Regions from separate parts of the Mus musculus genome. Here region 2 is linked to region 1. The links are chromatin contacts, called in public Hi-C maps. All regions are on one chromosome and are shown on one strand. The core of a region is the stretch at or near the end of the contact, and the rest is flanking DNA. Distances in the headings are between cores, read along the strand shown. Region 1 holds the start of Mis12 (MIS12 kinetochore complex component). Region 2 holds the start of Ctns (cystinosis, nephropathic).

Region 1 (7,872 bases), core at 2,339-4,838:
GCGCGCGCGCAAGATACTAATTTGACTGTGAAATTAATATGGACAATAGGACAAAAAGACCTCAAAATCATGATTATCTTCTATTTAACAACACAAAAATCCACACTATGCTACTGAGTAAAAGGTAGGTTAGTGTGCAGAACAGAGTGCTAAATGAGGAGTTTATAGGTACTAAAAATTTCAGGGATTCAGTATGTAAAGCTGCCAAGAAATGTTTTTGTATTAGCCACAACATACTGGTAGAAAGATTCTAGGATAAATAGCCAGGTTCTGGTTTCAAGTCAACTTCCGTACAAGACAGAATTACTGCTCTAAGAGACAAGGAAAGATGCAGGGGCAATCTCACCTACTCAACATACAACTACTCACAAAGCTTTACAAAATTTACTATCATATGTGAGATAAGCAAGCAAGGTGGGGTGACCATCCTCACTTCACATAGAAGGAATTTTAAAACTTATAGCTTGCCCAAGGACATGCAGATAGGTGAAGACTCCTAGTTCCAAACTTAATGCAAGAATTTGACCTTAGCTAGGGATGGCTGCTTATGTCTATAATCCTTGCACTAAGGAGTCCAGGCAGGAAGAACACAGGAGAGCCATTAAGCTCAAGAGTTGCCAGGCTACATAAGAGACTCTGTTTTTTAAAAAAAAAAGCACAATGATGCACACCAAGAGGCTGAGGCAGGAGGACACCATGAGGGTCATGCCAGCCATAGCTACAAGATAAACGATCTAGAAAAATAGACAAAAACAAAACAAAGAACCTGACCCTAGGCAGTTAAGCCAAACAAAGCAGAAGGAAGCAGTCCTAGCAAAGGCCACAAGCATCCTGATGTGACAATGTCAAGGTATCAGAGGACCGACTGCTTTATACACCCTGAAACCCTCATCACTGGTAATTTACTTGTGATAATTCATACTGACAGATCTAGTCATTCAAGACAAACTCAGGGCATGTCTGTGGGGGAGTTTCTAGACTCAGTCACTCAAGGTGGAAAGGACAACACCGATGAGCACCATTCCATGGGCTGGGGTCCTAGGACAACTAAACAGAAGGAAGTGAATTGAGCACCTCTACTTAGAGCTTTGGCTGCAATGGGACCAACTGCCTGCAGCTCTGGATGCCACAATTTCTCAACCACAGTGGACTTTACCAACAAACTGTTAAGCCAAAATAAACCCTTTTTTTTTCTTAAGTTTGCTTTGTCAGATATTGTCACAGCAGTGTGAAAAGGAGCCAGCATTCTATTCACATGCAAACAATCCAGAGTTTATAGAATTCTCATCCTAGTGAGGACACTGACAGGTGAGAGAGGCTCTAACAGATAAAGTATCTGAGGTTACACAAAAGCTGAATCTTGAAAGGCAAGCTAGAGTTCAACGGTACAAGGGGAGTGTAACACATCTGGGACAGGGGAAAGCATCAACAAAGCAGAATTACAGCCACTTCACCTAGAGTGTAAATGACCATCCTGGCACGAAAACACACATCTCTTTAGCATTTTAATTACTGGAAAAAAGACTTCTTCAAACTATAATCTGGAAAGTCACATTCTCTTTTAGATAATGGTATAAGACTTTTGTTAGGATAATCTGACTTCTAGAAGACAGATCAATGTTAAAGTTGTACCAGAACTGAGTTTATGAGCTGGCCCAAGAGGACTAACAACAGTGGTAGGTAGGTGTGTCTGGGTGGAAAAAACACAAAATAAGGCTGGCTATCCTGTGAAACTCCCTGGGCAGCCAGCTCATCAGTCTATTCTCAGATCACATTATTATTACTGTTGTTGTCGTTGTTGGTTGTTGTTCCTGTTGTTTGTGTGTTGAGACAATTCCTTGGTATGTAGTTCAAGGTGGGCTCAGGTTCCTGACTGCTGGGACTATGGCCACATTAGTTCTTAACTAGTTGTAGTCAAATATAAAATCTCAACACATCAAAGACACACTAAAAATTATGTTCTTAAGACAGTCTCTCTCTCTCTCTAGCTCAAGCTTATCCAGCACCTGCCATCCTCCTGCTTGCTCTGTCTGCACCTGGCTCCCCCCTGGCAACTCTAGTTTGGTATATAAGGAGTTCCCAAATACTTAGCAGCTCTCAAACCATTCTAGAGTCCAACCAGGCTGTGGAATGCCCTCTTTACATCTCAAAAAGACCTGTAATCAGAGATTCCCCTACTGGGTTATTTTTTTTGAGACTCTATTTCACAGGATTTACTACTTACTAAACGATACGAAAAAAAAAAAGATAATGAAAACATTAATCACAGTTGCTATATAGACCACTTACTTGAAAATGTTTAAAAATTAATTCAGGATTGAAGTATAACTGAAAAGGTGTGATCAATTCCAACTGCTGAAATGGAAAAAGAGCTTCTTGAAGCCGATCAACCGCAAAACAAAATTTCATCATGAACCACGAAGGATGAGTAGATCTAATCATTTCTGTCCCTTGGAATACATTTCTGTCTTGCTTGTGACAGCTGGTAAGAGATTCTTTAGAATTTGCACAACCGTTTTGTATAAACACACAATGTCAGTTTGATGTTGCAATATTTGAGGATGCTATAAGGCAGGCGGGTGAGCATATTTTAGAGACAAGCCAACAGCATCTTTTACAAATCTGTGCGTCACGTGGTCACCACCTCAGCTAGGTGAGACAACTCGGAATAAGGGGTTTAACTAAGACCCTGCTACCATTAGGGATAGGTACAAGCGGCCAGACACTTATATCCATAGGCCGTCTTTTGAAAGATGTTTCCAGATAGCTCGAGATTTCTATACTCAATATAATAGTCTGTGAACCTAGCGGACCTCACTCCCACTAGTCACCTGGACCTCTCAGACACATTTTTGGGTGGGCGGCTCCCGCACTTCTGATTCACTACAGGTCTGGATTTCATTTGTCTGAAACTGACCTGGCCCTTCACGAAGGGGCACACCCTTCTCAGGTCACTGGCTTGGCACCCTTGGGAATATCCCAAACCCTAGAGTCAGCTCCGGATGTCTCCACCCACCCCTGGGACCAGACCCACTGGGCTTCTCCGCGGCCCAAACCCGTTTTCTGAAGACGCAGTCATAGCTAGCCTGGAAAAAGAGGATGTGGCGCCACAGCTGCTCACCACGGCCGCGGTGGTGAGGACGCAGGCGGTAGTATAGGCGCGGCTGACCGGCGGGATCTGCAGGTACTCCAGCCGGAGGCTCTGGTACGCCATCTTTCCCACCGCGCCTGCCCCCCTTCCCCTTCCGCCAGTATGCCAGGCGGCGGGGCGGACTCAAAGCTGGCCTTCAGCCTACCCACTCCTGTCCAATCAGCGCTGCGTACTCGGACAGCCACCAATCGCTGGCGCCTTGGGGCCGCTCACCCACCAATCAAGAGTTGCGCCTCTGCGTCGGTCCATCCTTACTTCTCCGCCTACCAACGCAGAGAGAAGGACCAGTTCCGTCCGCCAATCCCTGCCGGCCACAGCTAGCTTTCCCTCCTTGTCGCCTTCCTTTTACCAATCGCAGTGGCTCCTTTTGACCCACGGCTAGCCAATCAGGAGTGCGATCCAGCCCGCCTTGGCGTTCGTTCGCAGAGGCAGGTCTCAGTCGATTCGGAGGAGCCGGTGTTACCGCCTTCTTCCAGCCGCTGAGTGTAGCTTGAAGGAAGTGGCGGGAAGCCGGTGTGGGGCGGAATCCATCACTCCCGGGATCGCTTCGGTAGGGGCTGTGTGCTCTCCGAGGAGGAGCGGAAAGGGCGGGACCGAGGAGTGGCGTCGGGGCGGCGGAGCGTTCTGTAGGGAATCCCTCCGGTCTGGCCGGCCTGGGTACGGAGACCTAGAGTTCCCGGCATGCATCGCGGCCGCGGGGTAGTACGGGAGCTGGAGCTGAAGGAAGCGCTTCCCGTTCTGCGGTTTCTGGGCCTTGTCTGTGGCGGTCGTAGGCTCTGAAGTCCATTACATTCGTCGAGACGGTGTGAGGACCTCTCATGTTTATCTTCAGCCGCAGGAACTCTAATCTAGCAGAGAAGAGACGGTAGATGAAGGGAAAGCGGAGGCGGTTCTTCAGGGATGTGTATTCGAACTGGCTCTGGAATCTGCGCCTACTGCATGCTTACTTGAAGGAAAGAAAATAGAATTAGATTGGGCTGGAGCAAAGACTATCCTGACCGTGGCAGACGTGTTCAGTAAGTTATAAAGAAGCTTTAAAAATTGTGGGACAAAAAAATGCGACCGTCAAGACTGGTAGGAACCAAGTAAAAAGTTGGAGAGAATGGCATTTAGAAGGAAGACTAGAAAGCTGAAAGTAGTTGAACCGACCTGTGGCTCCTAGCCACTCTGAAGGCTGAAGCCAGAGGATTTGTTCCATCCTGAAGTTCTAGGCCAGTGTGGACAACGTAGAATGGGAGCAAACACTGGGGAGTGGTCTTAGCAACTTGTTGGTAAAACTGCATCTTTATAGCTACTGCCTCATTATAGCATTGGCAGTGTCCAACAGAGAAAAGGCAACATTGGAACTTTTCTCAAAACTGGAAGTTTGGATGTAGGTATTTGGTTATGTAATCATGGCGCATCAATCCAGGAATGGTGAAAACTTGGAGGCAAAGTTAGAGTGCAAACTTAAGAGAATTATAGGGTGCAAGTGGTCAGTTGATTGGGTAATTTGTAACAGATGACCAATCTATTCAGATAATGAAAATACAGTCTTTAGGAAAGTCATCTCAATAGAAACAACATATGTGAAGGTGGAAGGTGGAGGTAGTTTCAGTGTCCAAACAGTATGCGAAGCCATATGGTCTTAGTCTTCAAAATACAGTGTGGGTCTGGGAATCTCGTGCTAGAGTGCGTACTGGTATGTACAAAGGCCCTGGGAATACTCTTAGCTCTATAGGGAAGAAAAACAAGTTTATGACTACCAAATTCACAAAAGTTAGAGTATTGGTAGATACAAGAAGTTCTGGTCTACTCCAAGTGAGTGTAAAACAGCTTAGATATTCTGAGAATGTTTTGGCAATCTTTAGTGACATTATACATGCAAATAAAGTAACAAGTCCCCCAGAAGTTAGTATAGAAAAATCTCCATCATCCATCTGTTATGATTAGAAGATCAATTAATACCTCCAAGGCTCCTAGCAGTTAAAGTGAAAATGAAGACCTGTTTTGAGACCCTAGTTTGAAATATAAAGGATGTTTTTCTTGCATAGTTCTACATATGCAAAACCAGTTTTCTAACCCATCAGTTAGGAGCAAAAAAAATATCCTTATAAACTCAAACTTGTAACGTTGATTATACAAGAACAGATGATGCTAAGGTTGCGTCCTTTGGTGGGATAACTAAATAACCACATCGCCCTACTTAGATGACTTTGTCATTGTGTTAGAGTAGTGAGGAATGAATTAGTCTCATAACCAAGGTGAGTGAAGACATGGACACAGAATACACGTTCCACTTAAATTTTGTAGTCTTGAGTAGCTGTTCTCTTATAACACAGTGTCTAAAAGGTGGTTCTTGTGTGTAGGTGGTCATGGCTCAACAGTAAAAAGCCCAGACTGCTTCTCCAGAAGACCTGAGTTTGCATTACAGCGCATGTTCAGTATAACCCTGGCTCCAGCCTGTCTGACACCCACTTCTGGCCTCCAGGGGCACATACATGCATGTGGCATGTGCATATAAAGGCATATACACATAAACAATAAAATCAACTCTTTCAAAAATTATTGTATAGCCGGGTGTGGTGGTGCACGCCTTTAATCCCAGCACTTGGGAGGCAGAGGCAGGCAGATTTCTGAGTTGGAGGCCAGCCTGGTCTACAAAGTGAGTTCCAGGACAGCCCGGGCTATACAGAGAAACCCTGTCTCGAAAAACAAACAAACCAAAAAATTATTGTATAAAACTGAAAGACTTGAATATTTTCAGATGACCTACTGACTGAATAGAGAGGAGTAAACAAAAGACAAAATTAAATGGATGAGGTCTGATAAAGGAACTGCCAAATAAGAATTTTAAAAGTTTATTCCAATTATAATGCAGACTCTTCTGACTTTAAGGTCATATCATATGACATGTTTCTGACTTTGTTCCCAACAAAGTCTCTTAAATGTATCCCTGATTTATAGATCTGTGCAATGTTTGGCGTTAAAGGATCATGCAAACTTGTATCACAAAACAGATCCACAAGAGGATGAAGTAATGTAGAAATAGTTAAGAGTAGGAGATCAGTCGTTACCATTATTGTTACTATTTGAGAGCTTCTGCAAATGTAGCCCTAGGTGGTTTGAAGGTAGGAGAGTGGATTGCCAAAGAATATTGTGCCTTGATATGAACTGTCATTAATTTTATCCTTGTGGCTTGCCAGTGAAACATATCTTTAGCTGAGCCTGCAGAATCTTATATTGGAGTATCAAGGACAAAATCATAAAGAAATCATGAATCTATTTCAGTGTCATAGTCTGGCTTTTATCTGGTTCCTCACTATTTATTTATTTATTATATATTTTTTCCTCTTCTTTTATCTTTGCATGCATGTAAATATACTCACCATGTGTGTGCCTGATTTCCTTGGTGGCCAGAGAAGAGATTGGATTCCCTGGGACTGGAAGTATAGATAGTTGTGAGCCACCATGTGGGTGCTGGGAACTGAACCTGGGCCTTATACAAGAACAGCTGGAGTTCTTAACTACTGAGTCATTTTTCCATCTCCACTAATGTTGTTGTTTGTTGTTTAATAATTTTAATTTTTGAAATATATGTTTATGTGTATGAGTGTTTTGTTTATATGTATGTATATGCACTACATGTACATGTAGTATGCCTGGTCTCCTAAAGAGATTAGAACAGGACATTAGATCCCCTAGATCTGGAGTTATGGATGGATTCTGGAAACCAAATCTGGGCCCTCTGCAAGAGCAGCAAGTAGACTTCATGCTGAGCCATGCTTTAGCCCTGCTCCTCATTACCTTGATGTATGCTCACAAGTCTGACCAGGTTTCTTGATGAAGAGGAATGGGTTTCTTTACATGGATGGTTGACTTTGTGCCACCCTTTCTCTTGTCCTTTTTGGAACAGCATCTTCTTACTAAATTGGCCAAAGGTTGGCTAGGGCATAGATGTGGGCTGTGGGCTGAGAGGGAGGAGAGATGAGTGGCTGAATCCCTTAGAAGAAGCATTTTTTTTTTTTTAAACATTTCTGGTAGTAAGATGCTTGAACCAGGGTCAGGGATTTATGTAGCTGGTGGATAGGATTTTACCTAACATGTATGATGCCCAGATCCAGATTCCAACATAAAAAAAAAAAGTATTAGAACTCAATGAGGTGTTTGTCACAAAGAGCATGAGCACTCTATGTGGGATTTGTGAATATGATAGAACTGCTCTACTACTGTGGTCAGAGTCATTCAAGTAAATGAGCGCAATAATATGGAATGACAAGGACATAAAAATGTAACATGTGTATATTAGACTGTTTGCAGGGGCTGGAGAGGTGGCTCTGTAGTTTTAAGGGCTCTTGCTGCCTTTACAGAGGACCTGAGTGGGATTCCTAGGACTTACACCTGGCAGTTCACATCTGTCTGTAACTCCAGCGGACCTAACACCTTCTGCTTGTTGTGGACATCTTCGTGTATGTGTATGTGTCCATACACAGATGGATGTATGCACATACACATAAAAAGTGAGTTCTAGGTCAGCCATACCTGCTTGACTAAAAACAACAACACAAAATTTAAGACTATAGTTCTAGCATCCTGCTCCTTGGGAGGCTCAGGTAGAAAAATTGAAAATTTGAGGCTAGCCTAAGTAACATAGTGATGCTCTGTGTCAACAAAACAAAATCTTAGTAGGAACATAATCTGTGAGAGGTGTTCAGGAAGTAAAACTCTTTCCAGTCCAGAGA
Region 2 (7,872 bases), core at 2,068-4,567, 2.2 Mb after region 1:
GTGTGCAGCTTCAGGGAACGTGTGTAGGATTTCTAGGGTATGCCCTAGATTTGCTGGAAATTGTTAATGAGGGGATTTAAGGTACGTTTGCTTTGGAGTAACAACCTATCTGATGATTAAAATGGGTCTGGGCACTGTGAATACTAAACACAGCTATTTACAGAAGGAGAGATGTCTTGGGTATTGCAAGGATGTCTGGGATGACAACAGCATGTGAAGGGATCCGCTGACAAGGCTGTGTAAGCTCCACTAGTGTGCTTTCTGGGTGGCTTGGGATGCTGTAACCAGTTCCAATCTCCTCTAAGGAAAAAGTATTTTCTCTTACAATGTGGGGCCAGGTAGACTTTTCTTGTGTCTGTATCTGTGAGAACTAGGTACAAGGCCTCCCTAGTGTCTCCCAGGGCCCATCACCCTTTCTGCAAGGTCCAGAGGGCAGAAGCACAGGCTATTCTTTACAGATACTATCTCAGCTTGGTGAGACTCGGAGAGCCAGTCATACAGGCTGACTAAGGAACCAACTGTTACCTGTGCTGATACCAAGAGAGCAAGAGGGACCCAAGGTTAAAATGCCAACTATGACTGGGATCATCTGGCTCTTTGTACAATGTCCCTACACCAGAACTGGATCTGGCTACCTCTCTTGAGTGGCAGGCCAACCATCAGTTGCTGGACAGTACCAAACCTTTGGTGACAAAGAGGTTACTCTTTACAAATAATCCTTGAAGTTTGGTTCTTGAAAAAAAAATTATCACACTATATAAATAGTATGAGAAGAAAATTACATCCCTAACAAAATTAAAACCCATCACAATATGCCTAGATATGAAAAGTTGAGACAATATACTATTAATACAATAGAGGCATTAAATAAATTAAAAAAGTTACTCTTTGCACTATTTCATTTTTACAAAGCTGAGAAGGCAGTCTTAAACTTACCATACTTCTCTATGAACATCAAGAGAAAAAGGGTCAAAATAAGCAGCCAATTCCTCCTCATGGTCTCTGACTTCTCAGAACTAGGAGGAAGAAAGAGCAAGAGAGAGGCATGTTAAGGTTAGATTAGCTCAGCTCTTGATGGACAACATGCTCCCTGACCCATGACAGGGAGACAGTTCATAAAGGGTTTCTCCTCCACACCTCTGACCTCACAGGCATCACAACCTCTGAGAAGGAGACCCGGAGAGGACCTATCTATGTTTCATGTAATGGGCAAAGCCACTCGGAGCAGCTGCGTGGGTTGTGTAAAGTCCTACTCCGAGGATGTGAACACAGCCTGCACTTTTCCCTCAGCTGCTTTCTGTAGCCAGTTAACAGGAAAACCAACCAACCAACCAACCAACCAACCAACACTGGCAGTGTTCTCTTAAAACAAAAACAAAAACAAAAACAAAAAACACCTTAGGCTAGAGAGATGTCTCAGAGGTTCAGAGCACTGGCTGTTCTTCCAGAGGTCCTGAGTTCAATTTCCAGCACCTACATGATGGCTCACAACCATCTGTAATGAGATCTGATGTCCTCTTTTGGCCTGCAGGCATACATGTAGGCAGAATGCTATATAATAAACAAACAAATGAATATCACTTCTTGGAAGATATGGACTGCTTCCAAGTGAAACTCAAACACTCTGTCAGCAAAATGTTCCCCAGTGCTAAAGGCTAAGGCATCTCTGAAGGAGAAACCTAGAACCGATGGCGCCTACTATGCTAAAAAGATCAGTTGGTCAAACACACAACTAGGCTTGTAAAAAGTTACAAGACAAAGTTACAAGACTTGCCATGCCCATCTTCTGGTGTGTGTGTGTGTGTGTGTGTTTACCATCTTCTACACCTCAATCAGATGGCACACTTTTAAGAGCCTCTACTATCCCCCACAAGAGATCTCCTGTGGCAGCTTCCCTTAGTCAGGTGTCTGAGGTAGTCCTGCTCTTGGTCCATAACCTGGAGCTTCCTCTGTGGGAAAACTGTTAATTAAGGTGGAGGTCCACCATGACTGCATAGCCCATGGGTTCGGCATAAGTGGAACTTCTCATCCTCTGACCTTGTCTGGGGAATTCGAAGCCCCAACACAGGCCTCTACCTGATGACTGTCACATAGCCTTAGCAAGATTCCTTCCTAAGGATCAATTCCCTTCCTTTTCATAAGAACCTGTTCGGTGAGCACCTGAGATTCCCGAAATGCTTCCCCATGCTAATGGGGCATTTCAGTACCTCAAGCCCTCAGCCAATGACCTTTGACTATCCTGGATGTTCCTACCTTCAGTCCCCCAAACTTTATAAGCTCGTCTTGGAGTGGTCATTCACCATACCCACTCACAGGGCTTCCAAAACCATGCCCACCACTCTTTGTCTCTGCTCCCACTGCCCCCTGTCCCCCGTGGACCTAATTGGCCATAATCCATGAGAGTGGGGAGACCCACATTCCTCAAGGGATAGTACAGATTGGACAAGGAATATGTTCCCTGGAGATGAACTATCTAGGTCCCAGGTTTCCCATTTACTTGTATGATTCTGGAATACTTATTAACCTATGTTTCTTAATGGGGAAACAGGGACAGTGGTAGTTACACCACAGGATTATAGTGAGATGAAATACAAGGCATACATTCTCAAAGGGGCTAAAATAGGCTCTGGAGGTCTGAAAAAATAGCTGTAATAATTGCTTATCTCTCTCCCAAACGTCATAATAAAAAAAAATAGAGCTTACCAGCTGTATTAAAAGTTTGAGGTGGATTGGTAAGATAACAAAAAGTTGAGAAACAATGAGGTAATGTTATTACTATTACCACCCAGGGCTCCCAGCAAGCTCTCACAGAGCATAGATTGTTATTTTCCTCAATATTATTGAAAAAGGCAAGATCCAGGTACCCTCTCATTCTCTGGGAGAATCAACACGAGCTCCTGGAATGGTCCTAGCAGAATTTACCCCCAACCCCAAGTTACCTACCTGCACATTCCTAAGCCAGATTCAGGCGGCGCCACATACTGAATAGTGCCACCAACACCAGCTGTCAGTCGGTGTCCGTGCTTTTGCTCACCAACACCCTGGCCCTAAAACCTAGAGATGTGCGGGCCTGGGTTGGGGCCAGAAGCTAGAAACCCAGGCGCTGCCCCTCTGGTAGCGTAGGTTGCCCCTCTGAGGTGCGGGGCTAATGTCTGTTGGGGTGGGTGGTGTCATACCAGAAAAGGGGGTAGCTGTCCCGGTCGCGATGGTTCTCACCTGACAGCTTCCCAGGCTTGGTGGACAGACCTCACCAAAAGCAACAATCTCGCACCAGAAACCGCTTAGGAGTGTAAGGACTCTCTGAGCTCCGCCGACTTTGTGTGAAAGAGGGGCCAGCTGTCACCTGACCTGAACCACCTGACTTGAAGCCGCGAGCCCTGTGCAAGGAGCTCTGGAAGTTGTAGTTTTCACGAATACAGGAGGATAACGCTTGGTAGGGGTGAGGGAAGGGTGGAAGGGCGGAAGAGCATAGGCACCTTGGCAGGGACAGGGGCTCGGATGTGAGGGGCGATCTAGTCTCTTGTAGGGGAAGCAGGGTTCTCGAAGTCTCTGTTGTCTCCTTGAAGCCCTGTGCTCCCTGGTGAAGACCCTGGGACCCCAGGCACTGTCCCGGAACCTCTGACCAATAGATCCCGCCTTCTGTCGTCTCTCCACCTATCACCGGAGGCCGCTGTGGGGAGCGCGTGGTGTTTGCTTTCCTCGACCAATAGAAGTGGTTAAAAGATTGACAAGGAAGCTCCGCCCCCTTACTGCCCTCCAGAGTGAAGTGTTCCCCGGCGTGCGGTTCAAGCCACCGAGCTGTGCTGTCACCACTGCCATGGCTTCGCGACCTGTCACTCTCGGTATCGACTTGGGCACCACGTCCGTGAAGGCCGCCCTATTGGAGGCTGCACCCAGCCTCCCATCCGGGTTCGTGGTGCTGGCGAGCTGCGCCCGGGCTGCGAGGGCAGAGACTGAGAGCGCGGTGGCCGGGCCCCAGGTGAGGCAGAGCCCTGGAGCTGCCGCCCCGGGACGACCCTGGGGGCATCTCGGGCAACACCTTCCCGCGAAGAAGTACCCGTGATTGCCCAGTCTGTCGGACCTCCAAGGCCTGCTGCCCTTTCCTCTAGGGCTTCAAAGCCTGCTGCAGCTCAAGCTAAGCCGTTAGATTTTGCCCAGGGAGCTTTCCCACCTGCTGGCACCGATCTTCCCGCTCTCCGGCTTTTCTGGGGCCCCTGACCATGGCGCTGGATCCCTCTACTATCCGCCCATCACTTTTTGTACTTTGCGCCGAGAGGACTTGCTTTCAAAGTGATAACCACAGGCCTGACTATCACGCTCGCCACTCATGACCCTGTGCCCTCTAGTTCAGGCATCATTTCCGACCCCACCCCCTAGGCAGGTTGTGCTCTGGAAATGAGACGTAGCGTTAGGCTTACCTCATGCCTTTGAAGTTCAAGTAAACTGATAATTTCACTTGGTTACTCAAAGAATTCCAGCCCCTGCTGAGCATCTCTGGAGGAAAGTTGTCAGAGCAGGTGGGGAGACACTGAGATAAGCTGATGAACATTTTAGAAAAGAATCAGACTGATGATTATACGCTGCAACCACTGGCTTTTGAAAACTAGAAGATAGAAAAGTACATCTCCAGGGGTCCACAGGATGGCTCAGCAGTAATAGCAATTGCTGAGTGAGCCTGGTCACCTGAATTCTACCTTCAGAACCTACCATGGAAGGAAAGAACTGACTTTTGAAAAGCTGCCCCCTGACTGCCACATGTGCCCCATGACGGGCACACATGTTTGTGTGCACACACACATACATGTATACACATATATACACACACTATATAAATATATACACATACATATTCACACATATATACACACACATATATACTATGTATGTTCACACACATACAGTATATATACACACACACATACATTCATATATATACATATACATACACACACACACACACACACATATATATATATACACACACACACACACTACACACACACACACACACACATATATATATATATATATATATACACACACACACACACACTACACACACACACACACACACACACACACACACACAAACATACCTTTAAAACAAATGCAATGAATTAAAGACAGTGGACTCTGTTGGAAGATGATGTAAGTAGGATCAGAATGGCCTCAGATTCCATTCCTATTTGTTTCCTGAAAGGGTCAGTTTATAGTCAGTGAATTCACAGATATGAATGTCAAGGTGAGAGTGTAACCTCTCACTTTTTTCTTGGCCTCAACTTGTTCTCTGATCTGAACTAGGTGGCCACTAAGGCTTCCTCCAGCCAGAAACTTGGACTGAGTGCAGTACCTCACATTTGAGCTTCATGTCTCAAATGCTCTTGCCAAGGGTCTGTATTCGGTTCTTTGGGGGTTCAGAGTCCAATTTGTGGGATCACTTCTAATTTTCCCAGAGGCCTTCACATTTAATTTGGTTGGGGCCTCAGGGCATCTTAGAATGACTATTTGACTTCATGAATTACGACATGGAGAAGTTGGCTCTGATCCTGGGGAAGTGAGGAGCTGGGCCAAGGATTATAGTACAGTGGGTTCAGGCATTGCCCTTTTCTTGTGAAATTGATCTCTCTCCACCCCCACCCCCTGCCTCTCTCTGTTAGGAGATAGGGTCTTGCTGGCCTCAAACTTGGATCTTCCTCACTTAGCTGAGATTACATTTGTGTTCCACCCCATGCAGCCAGAATACAAGGTTTTGGAGGGAGACAGACTCTCTTGGTTGCTCGTCTCTGGCTCAGGCTCCTCAGCTGTAGGGTGCAGGGGTGGGTGGCTTTGAGTGAATTGCTGAGCACTCTTTTCAAGTCTGAAGTTCTAAGGGCTTGATCTGGGTATGGACCTACTGATGTTTTCAACTAAGAAAGAGCAGCAACAATGGTTTTCCTGTTACAGTATGGGTGTGCCCATTGTCCCAGGGCTGTCCCTGCTCCAGCTCAACCCTAAAATGAACTGCTGAACACAACCTCCTTGTCCTGACTTCCAGCTGGCTCATTTTCCTCCTCCGTGCTCTCCACCCTCACAACTCACTCACCCTGGACTCGTTTTAAACAGAGGCCCCTCTGTCCTGAGATGATGCGCCATCTGATGGCTGTTTGGGGACTTTTAAACTACCACTGTCCAACAGAAATGCAAATCACACATGTGAGCCACACATGTAATTTTCAGCTTTCGAGTAGCTATTTTAAAAGAAGTAAAAAGAATGGGCAAAATTAATTTAATTTAAAAGTTATTTATTTATTTATTTATTTATTTATTTAGAGACAGAGACCCACTACGTAGAACTGGCTGGCTAAGAACTTGCTATGTAACAGAGCTCTACCTGCCTCTGCCTTCTGAGTGCTGGGATAAAATTAATTTTCATTATGTACTTTTATTTAATGTATACAAAATATCTTTTTAACATTCAACAGTAGAGATGTGCTAATGAGATATTATGCATTATTCATATTAACTCTGAACTAGCTAGTGTGTGTGCACTTAGGTGCTCATGTGTATGTGTATGCATGCAGAGGCCAGAGGCCAACCTTGCACTGCATTCAGGTTTTATCCATGACTGCCTCACCTCTTTTAAAGTATCTCTTGTTGGCCTGGAGCTTGACAAATAGGTTGGTTGTTGCTCCAGAGCCCCAGGGATCTGCCTGTTTCTGCCTCCCCAGTGCTAGCTAGCGTTACAAGCACACAGCGCAGCACCAGACTTCTTAAAACGTGGGTTCCAGGGATCAGACTCAGGTCCTTATGCTTGTAAGGCAAGCACGTGACCTCCATCCCCTCCGCCCTCAGATGTAACTTACATATATGAAACATTTCAGCGCAGACTAGACATGTATGGTTAATGGCTGCCACACTGGACCATGTCCTGAGCAAATGTCCCTTCTACTTACTTCTTTTCCCTTCCCCTCCAGGTCTTTCTTCCTCTATGGAGATCACACACAGGTGTGGACCTCCTCTGTGCCTCTCACTGCTGTGTACTTGGCTTCTTGTTTAGGGTCTGGGGCTGCCTGCTCAGGATATGCTCTCTACACAGTCCACTCCATCCGCAGCTCACCCTTACTTATCTTCCTTCTTTGTTCTTCCTTTGTGTTGACCTGCTAGGCTAAGAGCTATTCTGACCATGCTTCCGTCGGTTTGTTCCCTGGAGGCTGACATCCCCCCAGTATGGCACCCTTTTTGCTACGCTGAGAATGTTGATTGATACAGGGGAAATGAAAGGTCTCTCCTCACTCAAACACGTGGACTTCTCCATTTCTCTTAGTTGTGTCAAGACCAAGCTGCAAGCTGGATATCAGCTCCTTGGGAGGCCGAGGCTGGAAGGGGGATCCCTGGGACAGGAGTTCAGAGCCAGCCTGGGCAATAGGGAAAGATGGTTTGTCCCACTCCCCTCCTTGTCCCCCATAAAGACCAACCTACAAGGGCACTAGACCTGCCTTCTATCTCACTTGAAATCTCACCCTCAGGCTCAGTAGGGAAGACTGAGCGATGTAGCCCTCATGCAGAAACTTCTCTTTCTCGGTGATTAATCTCCATCCTTTGGGTTCGTTCGAGTTCTGAAGAGACTCATCTTACCAGCTAATTTCTCCTCCTCCATTATCATGTAGAACTTTCCAAGTTCTCCACATTTCTTATTCTTCCTTCCTTCCTTCTATAAATGAGTGGTAATATAAACTCCAGTGGGTCCTCGTCACCTCTGCTTCTCTCCACACTGTAATTTATTTCTTTATTTTTGTCCTCTTGCTTCTTAATAAATCTATTTGCATTTTCTCCTATTGAATCTGTGTGCAGTCATTCATTCCAGCCCACCAGGAATGGAGGGGAGGGAGGGGA

Evidence for each region. A called contact is a pair of places that touch in the nucleus more often than the background predicts.
Region 2: a contact with region 1 is called in a Hi-C map of B cells, with 7 read pairs. The contact joins the promoter of Ctns here to the promoter of Mis12 in region 1. A contact is called at or near these places in 3 of 39 promoter capture datasets (embryonic stem cells, hippocampal neurons and liver), 1 of 484 Hi-C or Micro-C datasets (B cells), 2 of 115 datasets of contacts at active chromatin or transcription factors (astrocytes and stem cell-derived neural progenitor cells) and 1 of 9 other capture datasets (adipose tissue).

The regions. Positions count from the first base shown.
Region 1 is chr11:71,016,023-71,023,894 of GRCm38.p6, forward strand. Mis12 (MIS12 kinetochore complex component) reads left to right here and starts at 3,589. Exons shown (of 3, transcript NM_025993.3): 1 at 3,589-4,167. Derl2 (Der1-like domain family, member 2) reads right to left here and starts at 3,281. Exons shown (of 7, transcript NM_033562.4): 1 at 3,122-3,281; 2 at 2,290-2,355. The coding sequence starts at 3,214.
Region 2 is chr11:73,195,702-73,203,573 of GRCm38.p6, forward strand. Ctns (cystinosis, nephropathic) reads right to left here and starts at 3,318. Exons shown (of 11, transcript NM_031251.4): 1 at 3,217-3,318; 2 at 937-1,016. The coding sequence starts at 997. It overlaps Shpk (sedoheptulokinase), which reads left to right and starts at 3,781. Exons shown (of 7, transcript NM_029031.3): 1 at 3,781-3,979. The coding sequence starts at 3,818.